Linked DNA regions of Oncorhynchus mykiss: region 2 is linked to region 1. Evidence: chromatin contacts called from public Hi-C data. All regions are on one chromosome and are shown on one strand. The core of a region is the stretch at or near the end of the contact, and the rest is flanking DNA. Distances in the headings are between cores, read along the strand shown.

Region 1 (2,730 bases), core at 150-2,649:
TAGAAAAAAATACAGCTTTATACACCTCAGAAATATACAATCATTATAAATTTCATAGCTCAAATCTACCTTAAAAGCACTGACCATCTCCAGCAATTACAACCTTTTCTTATTTCAAAATGTAGAGCTGTAGAAACCTTACTCTGACAGCGGAGACAGTTCACCTTCCTTATCCAGATATCTGTTTGGTAAAGCTGAAGCTAAAGTCGCTTTTCCTTTAGAGAACTTCTTCAGTGTTTTGACACATCTAAAAAAGCCTCCAATTGCCTTACTCTATTGGAAACAAAAGGGATTTAATGTCAGTGAGACTGAGAAGACATTTAGAAGCATATGACACATTAGTTACCCACAAATACATTAGGCCTATATATGATCCAAATGATAAGTATCAGAAGCTGCACTTTGTTATATTTTATGAAGGATCTTTTTTTTTACAATACGAATTTGACACAAGAAGTGCTGCCTACTTACCGAGAAGGTCACACTATTTAATAGTGGTAGGTGTGTGTTTCTGTAAGCCCACTCTCGACTAGATAGGGGTTTACTTCTGTAAACGCTCCCCAGAAAGGGAAAGGAGTACTTTTTCAGGCCATGCTTCTCTGCTTTCCTCTTGTGATGTTTCATTGCCTGTGAGACCTGCTGCTTCCTTTGGGGAGTGGCAGGTCCATCTTCGTCCCCACTCTCCTCCTCTGATTCTATGGTACATGTGAACTCTGACCTCTCCTTTGAGTGACATCTTCTCACAGACCTCACCACCTCAGACACTGGCACTTGAGTTATGAACAGGCTGTCCCCTGAATCCCTACTGATATATGTGTGAGAAAAGGGAAAAACAAGCATTGCAATGTTCACACTTTTGGTTGTGTTAATTGTAATGTTAATTCAAATAAATTTTTCTTGACATTGTTGTAATAAGCTAGCTATAGGAATCTATTCTGAATGATTCACACATTTATGTAGAAGCATTGCTGAGGGCACAGCACTGACTTTTAACCAATTTATCTGGGTTCATCTTTCCACGTGTGCTTACCTGTCTGCTGAAGACTCAGTGCCATGGTCTGTGACGGGATGGGATAACACATATTTCTGCCCACTGAGAGCAACATCGAAATAATGTGAGATTGTTTTAACGATATCAGGATCGGGGTTCTCCAGAATGATCTGGGATGAATTATCTTCTGCTGCTTCATAAACGCCTTCTGAGTTCAACAGAGTGCGTGTATTATTATTTTCAACTCGTCGAGCTTGCAGGTCACTGACAGAAGCCATGAGGTACAAAAAAAGGTATACCTTTTATCTATTCTACCTGTACACAGCACACGCGGTCATGTTTGGACAAATTCACACAGTCAACCAGGAAGTGAAGCGAGCAGACGTCGTTATATAACGTCAGAGAATATTTGTGGGCCAACCAATGTTTTTCTAGGAGTTCTTCATTGACTCGCGCTGCACGGCTCGTGTACTCTAGCACGCGGCGCCGCGCGGCGAAACACCCCTTCCCATTCATTATCGAGGCTTGTGAAAGCGGTGAGAAAGAGAGTGGGCGGGGGTCCGTTGGGCGCGCGAACTTGGCGTGGTAGGCGGTGAAAAAGACCAGCATTTCCCAATGTTTTATGCAGATCACAAACGCGACCGCTGGGCGATGACCAATCTGTGATCTTCAGTCGCTTGAGGCTTGAAGATGATACATGATACAGAATAGCAGACGTCAGCAAGACTGAACAGTTACTGTTACATGTCCCGAAATTGAAGGAATTGTGTGACGGTAAAAACATATTTAGGAAATTGCGACTTAGTGTATGCATGGATTTGCCGGACACTTGGTTTTAAATGATATTGAACTGTCTGTCTGAGGAAACGCAACCATTCTAAAATTAATAGACAGGGCTATGGGTGCAAGCCAGGACTGACCAGCCAAGATACCAAAATGATATACTGAACAAAAATATAAAAGCAACATTTAAAGTGTTGGTCACATGTTTCATGAGCTGAGGTGCATTTCTGTCTGTAATAAAGCGCTTTTGTGGGGAAAAACAAATTCTGATTGGCTGGACCTGGCTACCAAGTGGGTGGGCCTGTGCCCTCCAAGGCCCACCCATGGCTGCAAAAATCAAATCCATTTTTATTTGTCACATACACATTGTTAGCAGATGTTAATGTGAGTGTAGAGAAATGCTTGTGCTTCGAGTTCCTACAATGCAGTAATAACCAACGAGTAATCAAACCTAACAATTCCACAACAACTACCTTATACACACAAGTGCAAAGGGATGAAGAATATGTACATCAAAATATATGAATGAGGGATGGTACAGAACAGCATAGGCAAGATGCAGTAGATGGTATAGGGTACAGTATATACATATGAGATGAGTAATGTAGGGTATGTAAACATTATATAAAGTGGCATTGTTTAAAGTGGCTAGTGATACATTTTTACATCAATTGTTCCATTATTAAAGTGGCTGGAGTTGAGTCAGTGTGTTGGCAGCAGCCACTCAATGTTAGTGGTGGCTGTTTAACAGTCTGCTGGCCTTGAGATAGAAGCTGTTTTTCAGTCTCTCGGTCCCTGCTTTGATGCACCTGTACTGACCTCGCCTTCTGGATGATAGCGGGGTGAACAGGCAGTGGCTCGGGTGGTTGTTGGCCTTGATGATCTTTATGGCCTTCCTGTGACATCGGGTGGTGTAGGTGTCCTGGAGGGCAGATAGTTTGCCCCCGGTGATGCGT
Region 2 (2,730 bases), core at 133-2,632, 230 kb after region 1:
GTGAAATGCTTACTTATGTGCCCCTAACCAACAATGCAGTTAAAAATATATATGAGTAAGAATAAGAAATAAAAGTAACAAGTAATTAAAGAGCTGCAGTAAAATAACAATAGCAAGACTATACACAGGGGGGCACCGTTTAGTTGCGGTAATATATGCATGTAGGCAGAGTTATTAAAGTGACTATGCACGTGCCTAAGAACAGCCCTTAGCTGTGGTATATTGGCCATATGCCACACCTCCTCGTAACTTATTGGTTAAGTATAGCCAGCTGCATAGATTCCCTTTGGACTGTAAGATTAAATAACTCAATATCGCCATCTGCCGACTTTTGGGCTAGCATCAAGTCTAGTTGAGGAATAAAGTCTAGTTATAGAAAGTGAGTGGTTTGAAGATAAAGCAAATACACACAATATCGACCAGATAAACAAGTGAATTCAAGAGGCGTACAAAACTCTAATATCATGCTTTTATTATAAGGGCTACAACCCTTTCAAAGCCTTCAACGGTGGGGAACCGGCAGTGGTGGGAAAAGTACCCAATTGTCATACTTGAGTAAAAGTAAAGATACCTTAATAGAAAATGACATGTAAAAGTGAACGTTATCCAGTAAAACACTACTTGTGTAAAAGTCTAAAAGTATTTGGTTTTAAATATACCTAAGTATCAGAAGTAAATGCAATTGCAAAAGTATAAATCATTTTAAATTCCTAGTATTAAGCAAACCAGACGGCACAATTTTCTAGTTTTTTTCCCCAATTTACGGATAGCCAGGGACACTCTCAAACACTCAGACATAATTTACAAATGAAGCATTTGTGTTTCGTGAATCCTCCAGATCAGAGGCGGGGGATGACCAGGGATGTTCTCTTGATAAGTGCATGAATTGGACCATTTTCCTGTCCTGTTTGAGCATTCAAAATGTAATTAGTTATTTTGGGTGTCAGGAAAAATGTATAGAGTAAAAAGTACATCATTGTGTTTAGGAATGTAGTGAAGTAAAAGTAAAAGAAGTCAATATGAATAGTAAAGTACAGATACCACCCAAAACGATTTAAGTAGAACTTGAAAGTATTTTTACTTAAGTACTTTACGCCACTGGGAACCGTAGCACGCAAGTAGGAACTGACGTTCATTCACGAAGACGAATGATGTGGCAAAAATCAAAGGGCGAATCGCAAAGAAATAGTACCAATGCATCCTTAATCGCCGAAATTGTATGCGCCCTTTGCACTACATTTTAGTAATTTTTCTTGGATTGTATGAAAATGAATAGTTTTCAATTGTGAATATTATACATAAAATGCTAATCGTGATTGGAAATTACACTTTTTGAAACATAAATATGTGTATTCCTCCGCCCCACTGAAGTACACTGCCATTTCCGGATTGTTTCTCTCCCGAGCAGCCTCCACCACCGCCATTGAAGGTCCAGTGTGTTCAGTGCAGCGGTATCAGACCGTCATCACTGGGGAAGCAAGTAAACAGCAAAAGGACAATTACAATCACCAGTATATTGACAACACATTGTCATACAAGTCTAACCAATTGGACTTTAAACTAGCCTTTTCCTGGCTGTCCGGCTAGGATCTGAGAAGAAGCCGTAGTGTGTTAGCATTAGGAGAATCGGGAGGAGAGCAAAGGAACCGCCATGGCTCAGATCCTGCCTATTCGCTTTCAGGAGCACCTGCAGGTAACGTTATGTTGAATGAATGGTGATATTTCTGAAAAATTATAATGTATTACTTTCCTCATTCATTGTTCATTAGGATACTAACATAACCGACGAGTTACAAGCATCGCTTATCTCTGAATGAAAATGACCTCAACATAATGTTGGCTGAGTTAGCTAGTTAGCTAATCATGACATCGTCGCCCAGCTCGGTGGGACGCTGACGATGGATGACATTAGTTAACTAGATACAGTAACTATATAGATATCGTTTCTAACTAGCGAGCAAGTTGTCTTACCCATTGGTATGGACGGCGAAGTCGTTAGTAGGCCAATAACTTATTGTTATAGTTGGCTAACGTTAGCTACAATATAGGTAGTTTGCCAACTAACCAGTATGAGCCCAGCTAACGTTAGCTTAGCCTAAATCTACTAGCCAGCTGCTCACGAATGTGTTCTAGCTCGCTACATGAAGGAAATAAATTAATACCAATTCAGCAATAAACCATCTGTCGTTAATTATGATTCCGGGTGTTTATCCGCACGTTATAGCTATCTAAATGTGATGACCATTCAACCCGGATCAAATATTAGTAAGCTAACATTTCCATTTACACCTGTACTTGCCTTAGTTTTGAATAAGCAGGTCTAGCTCAGCCGGCGGTGTGAGGTCACTAGTTAACACCAAGCCTGATAGTCATTTCCCTCAATGTCAGTACTGAAGAATAGGCAACGTTTCATTCTTTCCTTCCCTAACAGTATCATGAATATCCTTTCATTCATGCAGATTAGGTTTAAGTGGGCTGCCTGCCTCATGATTCTTAATGTACTTTCCTAGTTAAATAAAGCATGTCATCAGCAGGTGTATGACACATCTTCACACATAATTAGATAAGGCTTTTTCATGTACTTTTGTATGAATGCATACTGACTAATGATTTTCCATCACAGATACGTTTTATTACTGTTCTGTTAATGAAATAAGTTTAAACTCTTGGGCAGTTTGGCTGTAGTTTATTTTCAGTGGACAATTTATTTATTTTGAACCTTTATTTAAC

What was found. A called contact is a pair of places that touch in the nucleus more often than the background predicts.
Region 2: a Hi-C map of blood shows a contact between it and region 1, with 5 times the contacts expected there. The contact joins the promoter of LOC110533644 here to the promoter of LOC110533638 in region 1. A contact is called at or near these places in 2 of 3 Hi-C or Micro-C datasets (blood and liver).

What each region holds. Positions count from the first base shown.
Region 1 is chr10:30,740,385-30,743,114 of USDA_OmykA_1.1, forward strand. It overlaps LOC110533638 (putative RNA exonuclease pqe-1), which reads right to left and starts at 1,400. Exons shown (of 6, transcript XM_036990056.1): 1 at 1,031-1,400; 2 at 472-805; 3 at 143-273. The coding sequence starts at 1,269.
Region 2 is chr10:30,971,311-30,974,040 of USDA_OmykA_1.1, forward strand. It overlaps LOC110533644 (clathrin heavy chain 1), which reads left to right and starts at 1,383. Exons shown (of 32, transcript XM_036990060.1): 1 at 1,383-1,693. The coding sequence starts at 1,652.